Regions from separate parts of the Columba livia genome. Here region 1 is linked to region 2. Evidence: chromatin contacts called from public Hi-C data. All regions are on one chromosome and are shown on one strand. The core of a region is the stretch at or near the end of the contact, and the rest is flanking DNA. Distances in the headings are between cores, read along the strand shown.

What was found. Hi-C and Micro-C count contacts between places; a contact is called where the count stands out from the background.
Region 1: a Hi-C map of liver shows a contact between it and region 2, with 2.0 times the contacts expected there. The contact joins two enhancer-like sites. A contact is called at or near these places in 2 of 2 Hi-C or Micro-C datasets (crop and liver).

Annotation. Positions count from the first base shown.
Region 1 is chr6:28,519,769-28,524,347 of bColLiv1.pat.W.v2, forward strand. No RefSeq gene overlaps it. Among named protein-coding and RNA genes, the nearest start is that of PPIF, 14 kb to the right of the region's middle. Within about 2 kb of position 2,298, at least 2 of the 3 cell types and tissues checked have an H3K27ac peak away from gene starts, as active enhancers do.
Region 2 is chr6:28,261,836-28,266,294 of bColLiv1.pat.W.v2, forward strand. The region is part of intron 10 of LOC102097055 (L-threonine ammonia-lyase); the gene reads right to left. Among named protein-coding and RNA genes, the nearest start is that of TMEM254, 17 kb to the left of the region's middle. Within about 2 kb of position 1,971, at least 1 of the 3 cell types and tissues checked has an H3K27ac peak away from gene starts, as active enhancers do.

The DNA.
Region 1 (4,579 bases), core at 1,048-3,547, 260 kb after region 2:
CAGTCAGTTCCAACAAGTGGTTTGTAACAACAGCTACCCCAGAGGTGGCCAATCCCCTGGTGATCTCCCCTTTTGCTGTCTTGTGTTTTGAGCCCTCACACTCTGTGCAATCCTGTTCACCCAGCAGACAAAGGGAAGTGTTTAACAGAGAGTGTTTTGTTTTGTTTTCAATATATTAAATCCTTGCACCTTTTCTAGCTTCAGCGATTTGCAATCGATGTTTTTAGCCAGACAGGCCAGATTTCCCACAGAGGGACAAGCCTGCAACCCAAAGGGATGTGGTGGGAGCACTGCTCGGAGCCAGGGCAGCCGTGTCCACCTTCATCCTCCAAAGGTGGGTCAGTACATGAGCCCTAGAGCTGCAGCCATGCCAGAGACCCCCACTCTGCACAGGCAGGTGGGAGCGGCACAGGCTGAAGGCAGATGCCCTGAGCCCCGTGTCGTGTCGTTCTGGAGGCACAGCTGCTGTGCAAGGGACACAAATTGGCAACAGCAAACACCACACACACTTGGAGTTTGGTTTTCCAGTCAACACCTGCCTTCACTGGTAGGTTACTGGAAAAAGGATGGTATTAAGGTGTGATTTCAGGTGGGTGACACACACAGATGAGGGAATGGTGTGGTCTTGCTGCAGGCTAAGGAAGTTGCTTCAGTACAGGGCAAAATCCAGATGGGAGTTCATCATCAGGCACCCAAATGCCTGTGTAAGGAAAGCACAAGCAGCAGAACGTGTGTTTGTGGTGCCCTGCAACAACCTGTCCAGCTGCACCTGCTCCTGGTGGCAGCAGCACCTCGGTGGCCACCATCACATCCCCCCACCCATGCCATGCTGCCTGTCCCACCAGCGGCCCAGCAGCTGGGGCAGGAAAGCCAGCAACAACCACAACCTCTGCCCGGTGTCACCCCACAAGGAGCAACACCTGCAGAGCCACCAGCCCCAAATCCAGCCCGTACCTTCAGAACCTTGTGGCTCGTGGTGCCGCAGCTGTGAGCGCTGCTGTGCCAGCAGGGCTGTGGAGGACAGATGCGCTTTCAGAGCACCTCTTGCGTGGGGAGCTCTGGCACGTGGAGGTTGTGCACCCTCCTTCTTCACAGGGCACAACAAAGCTCTGCCTGCACCCCACTGCCCCAGGGACGCCACAGTCACAGCCAAATCTTCTGGCAGTGAGTTCAATCTCAGTTTCCTTCGGATTTCCTCTGTGGGTGGAGAGGGTGGATATCTCAGGGGACCGAGCTGCAGAGCCTCAAATCAGGAGCCAAGGAAGGGTTATCTCTGCAGCTCCCTGGCTCTGAACTCGCTGTTGCTTGACATCACTGACTGTGCACAGAGGAGCGCAGATGATGGCACGAGTAAGGAAGGAGATATCCGAGCCAAAGGGCTGTTTTTCCAGGCTGCTCTGGGACGGGAGCTGCTCGACCTGGTGTACGTATGCCCTGCCCTGCAAAGCTGGCCCCAGCTCTTGATCCAAGGTGCTGCCACAGACCCAACAGCAGTCTAAAGAACTCCCTTGTCAGCCGCAGGTAATTAATGCTCGCAGCGCCTGCCATGGCAGCAATCTGCATGGTTTCCCCACTGCGCAGGGCCAGGCCATCGTTTGCATGTGCCAGCAAGTCAGGGGGCCAAGGGTTAGTGGGTTAACAGCTACATAATGTCATGCTGTGCTCAGGGTGGGGGACACGGGCTGTAGCTCTGTGTTTGGGTGTAACTGCGCGCTGGCCCCAAGCTAGAATCCCTTCACCCCTGCCTAGCCAGCCTGCCTTGGCTCGGCTGCACGCTCCTCCCACAGGCTGTACAACCCCATACCGAAAAAGAATCAGACCAAAAAATGCAAAGCTTGAACTTTTGCAGTTTAAGCAAGGAAATGTTCTTTAAAAAAATGCAGCAAAAGCATTTATAGGATCCTGGCAACATAAGTAAAACACGTGACAGGCTGTGGAGCCGAGACTGCGTGCTGGCATCCCCCCGTTTTTAATGTACAGAATCACGCAGCTTTCTCCAAGGACACTTTGCACTTTGTTTGGCCTTGGCAGCCATCAAATTAATAGCAACATTACTTCCAAAAAAAAAAAAACCCTAACCAAACGCTGACTTTTGGCAGGGAGAAAATAAAAACAACAAACTTAAAGACACTGCATCATTTGGAGTGTGCACTGTTTAGTACTAATGCAAAATTTATTGCTCTGGCAAAGCCTGAACGCTAGCAGCTGCCGTCTCCTCCTCGCTCCCCTCTGCACCTCTGCGGAGCACCTCGTGTCAGCTGTGCCAGTGGTGGGGCCGGAGCAGCGAGCCCCCCGAGAGCCGCTGGAGCCCGGCCTGGGGCCCCTCCTTGGGGCCAGGGTCCCAGTACACCCTGGTCCTGCAGCTGCCACACGTCGCTGACAGATGCCTTTGGCTCGGCTGGGACAGCGGCTGTTGTTAGAGAGACACCAGCGACACAAAAGCCTCTCTGGAGGAAACTGCAGCGAGCTGGGGATGAGGTGGGAGTGGAGGGGGAGAGAGGGAGCAGGAAAACCACAAGACACTTGCGCCTGCTAAAAATGATTTCCACCTAGTAATTTTAGCAGCTGTTGTGTTCCTCTGCCTACCTTCCCGGACAAATTTTAAGTAGGAGGTGAGTGAAAATGAGAATGGTGACAGAGTTTTTCCCCCTCAAAACCCCTGTATCTGCACATTTTTAACTTCTCTCTGACCCCACCTTAAAGACACAGTTATTTTCCTTGGTTACATGTTTTTTGTCCTGGCTGATGAAAAGAACCGGGAATTCACACCAAGTTTTCTCAGAGGTGGTTAAAAATAGTGACCCATCAGAGCCAAACCAGTGCCCCCTGTCCAGCCCTTCATCCAGCCCACACAACCAGACGTGCCCACCTCAGACCTCTGGGTCTGGGATATGGATGCAAGAAGAAATGCAGCTTCCTAATAAATAATAAATGCCACGAAGCCATTGCTCCCTCCTGCCTGGCAAGGGACAGCTTCTCTCCAGCAGCCGGACCTCAGCAATGCCCTGTCTCTGTGGAGAGGTGGCCTGAAGAGCAGCAGCACGGGGCAGTCACTGCGCCCGTCCCCTCACCCTACACCTGCCTGCAGCTGCAGCGGCTGTGTTTGAAGAGAATGGGGGGGGACAACTGGGGAAACCCCCTTTGAGCCCCGTGGTTAAGCAGGTGCTCTGCTGAAACACAGGCACACATTGAAACAGCAAGGGCTGCTGTTTGGTGGGAGGTATGCTAACATTTACACACAATAAACCTGCTATAACCTGTGCTTCTATCCTCAAAAATACATGTGCATAGTGAGTACGGGTTAACATCACACAAAATGTATGGCATGCTATTGAAGCAGGTGAAGAATTGTCCCCTCACCTCAATGAGGGCATGCTGACCAGATCAACAGTGTTGGATCTTGAAGTCCACTTATCTGCTCATTTATGCTGCGCTTTTCCATGGCCTTTGGGACCTGAACGTTTTGCCGAACTCCTGAGAGATGATGAGGTGTGCTGCTCAGTAAGTTTTCCTCCATTCTTCTTAAACTTCACCAATCCCAATGATGACTAAATTTAGCTTTTTGTTCACTTAATCAGCTAATAAATAATAAGCAATTTGAAGTCAGCATTAGCCCCAATACAGTTGCATTGCTCTCATGTCAAAAACACCAGCAACATTTTATTTCCAACCATGTCGCAGGACTCCTCCTTCATATCTGACAGAGCAGGCAGCAGGTACTGACAACCTTCTGCACTAAGGTCCCTCAAACTTTCCTCCATTTAGGCACAGCATTTGAAGTCAAACAAGCTTGTTCTCGTCCAGATCTGCTTTAACAGAACCACCTCCTTCTCCTGCCACAGTGAAGTCTCCTGCCTTGCACAATTGCCCCCAAGTCCCTTCATCTTCCACCACTGCTAGCTCACAGTGAAGGTCTTCCTACATCCCAGCTCTTAAATCACACCCTTGCCAATCTCTGACACCCTTGTCTTCAGCTCTGACAAAATAAGAAAAAACCCAACATGCTTCTTTGCTGCTATTTGCCTCACAAAGCAATGTTACCTGCTTCCCCATGTGCAGCATTTCTGTCCTAAAGCTTGCCCAAACCCACCTCTCCGCCCTGCCATTGCACAGTGGGTGACCTTGGGCAGGGGCAGCAGCACCTTCTCTCGAGTTTTTGAGGAGAGGAAGAAAAACCACTGCTAATCTCCATCTGCCTCTCTGTCTGCCCTCACCCAGCTGAGTACTGCTGGGAAAGCAATTTTGCTCACACAAACCACACTGTTCACAGCCTCCTCCCACAAGGATGGAAATGATGTAGAGGAGAGTGAGGCAGCGGCTCAGCTGCCCTGATGTGTGGTTCCCAGGCCTCGATGGCTGCAGGGGGAAAGAGCTGACATGGGAGAGGTATTGTCACTTTTGTGGTGCAGCAGCTCTTCTCTCTCCCACCATCTGGATCTCACCCATGGCTAATGTAGGATGCAGGCTCCAGGTGGCCATGGCACACTGTGCAGCGTCCCGTGGCAGACACAGGGACCCCACGGAGGCAGGAGAACAGGGAAAAGGCAGATCCAGAGCTTTACTGGAAAAATCAGAGAGC
Region 2 (4,459 bases), core at 721-3,220:
CCAGCCTTTCTGCCTGCTCTCAAATCCTCCCAACAGCCCTACTTTATTGCCTTCAAAGTTTAAAGAAGATAGGCTGATCCCTGCTGGCTCCTGGGCAAGATACTTGTCTGCTGCCAGCCTCTCTGAAGTCATCCACCAGCAGCTGCTCTTTTCCATTCCCTCAGGTGTGTACGTGGCACTGATGCACTTCACCCATCTCTGACTCTTACCTTACCACATTTCCATATTTCCGAGCAGTGTTTGTTTCAGTGCCTCTGTCCATCAAGCTTTTTATACTCTCCTCCTTCCCTCCCTCTCACAGAATTATCCTCCAGTTCTTTATCATTTCTGCAGTGTTCTGGCTGGTTTCATCTACTCACATACCTTCTTGTTTTATTCTCAATTTTTGTTTGCTCATTGCATCACTTCTAGTTTTCTGTTATGGTTGTTCTGCTGCTAAATTAAACTAAACCCAGGCAAACCTAATCTTCATACTTTTCTTTTTATTCTTCAGTTGCCTCCAGAATTATATTGGCAATCCTGCCATGCAGCCACTGAAGACAATAACTTAAATGTCATTTTTTTTAACTTCTTTAAACCCTTTCCTACATACATGTCTACTGCATCATTTTAAAATCTGGACGCTACCAAAGGTGAGGCACCAACATGAAGGTGCAGAAGGAAAATTACACTTCACAATTTTAGACAAGTAATTTCTGTCACCGCTGACCCAGCTGGAATTATCACTGATGCTCGAAGTGCCACATGGAAAAAAGACCTCACAGAAACATGGAAATCTAGTGAGGAAAGGATCCAAGATGAGTCATGGTGCAACAACAGAGAGTTTGTTATAGCAGGCAAATCTACAGAGAACAGAGAAAAACCTGGCCATGGTAACCTTAAGGTGGACTACTAGAGATGTTTGCCCAGTGTAATGTTCCTGTCAGAGCTACATCCTTTACAGAAAGCAACAGACAAAAAAAATTGTTTCTACTCAAATATGTTTATGAGGACATTTCTAAATAAGAACTTTGGGAATTCATGTTTCTGGGCATGAGCTTAAAACAACAATAAAGCTTTAGCAAAACTGCTGAATGAGAGGATAAGACTCTAACTCTGGGTTATTCTAAACAGCCATGAGCTCACTTAATTAGAAAACTGGTTATAACTTCTTAAATATCCATCTCAAAATAATCCACACTTCTGATCAGTTTCAGTAATTCTTCACCTCCTATCCTGAACATAGTCCTGTTCTTGTTTGGTTCTTTGGAACACAAATTAGATGATAATTTCTTTCTCCTCTGAAAAAGTGGGGTTTAGTCTCAAGAGAAGGACAGTCACAGAAGACAATTCATAATGAGGGAAGAGGAGAGAATACACAGATTGGGGAAAGCATCTGAACGATATCTAGGTATCCAAGTACCAAATACTCGTTATCCATTCCCTGGTTAATATAAAATCCCTAAAGCTTTGCAGTCAGATCCTCAAGAGCACACACTCATCTCTCATGGAGTCTGTAGTTAAAAAAAAAAAAAAAAAAAAAAAAAAAGAACAAACCAGCCTTTTTCCCCTTTCAAAGCAATCACGTCTGTTTTGTCCTGAGCAAATCAGTTGCTGGACTTGGAACCAGTCTGGACTTGCCAGGCTCAGCTTTGAATGCCTGGCAGCTGCTCTGCCCTGGGAGCAAGCACGGGAAAGCATTTTGGTTTGTGGAGCTAGGTATCCTCCTCTGATCTTTTCTTTCTTCTAATGATTGAAGCCATGCAGATTGTAGCCAGAGAGCTTGTAAATAGCTTGGGGAAAATACTGTCTTTTTGTTCTGTGCATGCACAGCATCTAACACATGATATGGCCATTAATATGCTGTATTGTATTATAAAAGTAATAACAGCAGTAGCAGCAATAATAAACAACTCCAGAAGTTTACCTGATTTTCTACGCTTATCAAATAGAGAACGTTTGCTCACAGCAGGATCAAACAGAGAATCAGTCTGCTCTTCAGAGCAGCTACAGATCTAAATAGCAAGGAAGGCAAGAATTTGCTTTCTTGTTCAGATTAAGCCAATTTATATTGCAGTTTTACCTTCACAGAACTGCTCTCTCTTATTTGCTTCACCTGGGAAGTATGATGTACATGGATGTCCAACAGGGCAACACTCATATTCATGGGGAGGTACATGAGGATTATATTTATCTAGGAGAAAGAGTCACCTCAGTACTACTAGCTGCAGGAGGCTGCATACTTACTGAAGAACTAATAGTAATTGCTCCAAATTGTTTTATTTAAGAATAAATGACAAAACTTATTGCCTGATGTTTCTTTTCCTCTGGACAAGATAACCCATGACAACTAGAAAAAACTTTAGATTTGTTCCAAACCCATAAACCCTTAGTACCAAACATAGGCTTTTTGATCCAGCAGAGCTCTCATTGACTGCAGAACCATGTTTGCAAAATAAACCTTTCTGTGTATCAAAAAAAACGACAAACAACAACAAGAAAAGAGTACATTTTATGTATTTCTCTCCTGCATATTATATCCTTGCTAGATTAAAAAATAATGATAATTTTTAAATTATCTGGTCCTGTAAGGCTGTTAAAACAACCAGCCTGGTGGACCTTTTACTGCACTTAAGAGTTCTGCTCTCTGTGGTGGGTAATCTAAACATTGGTTCCAGCCTAAGGGTTTCGTTAGTCTTTTGGGATTGTTTTTTAATAGCAGACCTACAAGTAATGGAAGACAGAACAGTCTTAACTGAGTATTGGTGTCTTGAGAGCTTTAATAACTAGAAATAACTGAGGAAAGAAGACAAAAGCTGAAAAAAAAAGATAAAGGGATCACAAGTTATTACTCTGTGTAACCCAAAAATCCAGATGCATAAATTAAAATATTCATAGGAATTAATTCCATTTCAAAGAGAGAAAAGTTTATAGCTTCACAAAAGGAGGAAATTTGCAAAGTTCTGTGCTGAATAATGTGTGCAAGTGGGTGGGTATCTTTGCTCCCTTTTAACTGCATCTCACATGTGAGCACTTAGTCTTTCAGATCATTTTTTTCCTAGATATTAAAAATTAATTTGGTGTGCCTCTCAATTCTCTGATGCCTGATATCTGCGCATTGTGTGTGCAAATAAAGATATTGAGTGGACAAGCTGAACCAATGCTGGAGAGCAGAGGAAATCTGAGTAGCATTGCTCCAAAGATTTGAGCATTTTGTGATTTTCCATGCTCCATGTAAAGATAGATGTAACCAGCTAGTGCAATTCCTTATGTCCCTGACTCATCCATTGAATCTTTGTGTCACACTTCTTTAATCCTAGAAACCATATTCATCTTCTTCTAAGCTGTTGGTCTTGGAGGACTCACATAAATTAATATTCATGATACACCACTCTCTGCAACAGTATCGGTTCGTTTGCATAAAAAAAGTCACTGGAGTTAGAAATGAAAACTTTATTCCTGTACCTGGTTTCACTTCTGTAAATAAAGTAAGTCTTTTCATTTCTATTAAGAGAAGTCATCAACTGGGCAATTTTCTGAGTGATTCAGTAAACACCCAGCGTAGGTTACTGCACATTACAGATTGTTTGGCAACAGCACTTCAGTTTACGGTTTGGGGATCAGCTGTCAGATAGTCCCCAAGGTCAGTGCAATGCAATATTGAGAAAGAGCACAACACCTGCCAGCACTGTATCTTGGTTGTGCAACCTGAGCCCTTATCTTTTGGCATACTCTCGCATTCAGGTCAGTGACCATGAGCACGAACAAGTTACCGTTGTGTTACCTAAGTCAGATAATAACCCAACAGGTCTACTCTTAGCTTCCCTGGAGTTAAGTTCTTACTTCTGCAACTGGGGCAGGCTGTTCTGTACTAGGTCAGTCTGCTGTGGGATGCTGTTAAAGAAAATGACCAAATGATTTTGGAGAGCCTCAGAAGAAGTGTATTGTCAAACTTCCCACTCCAAACTTCTCCATTTTGCAGATGGGGAACTGGAGCATGGAAATAGTGCCCAGGTCATGCAGGACATGCTTTAGGAATGACAGTACCCTTCTTGTACCTGTACGTCTGCATGCTCCTCTATATTCTCTTTATAGGACAATAATACGGAATATGTTGGCAACTGGGGACTCTAATCCAAAATGCTTTCCTCCAAGCCTTTTACAAAATGCAAATTAGCCCAAAGGCATTTATTCAAATTGACAGAGCAGACTAAAATAATTTAATTAGTTCTGGCCTGAGGTGAAAAAACTGTATAGAAAAACAGGTGTCACACCACAGAGAGTGAGTCACGAAACCCAGCACCACTGGGACAATGTGTAATGTTGTTGTAGAGAAAAAGCAACATTTGATTTATGAATTATTATTTTGCTGCAGAGTCAGAGGCAGAAGTAATGTGATGGATGTTCTTTTTACAACTAGTCTCTTCCAAGTTATTTAAAACCACCACAGCAGAGTTAAGCTCCCAAGAGGTTTGAAAGA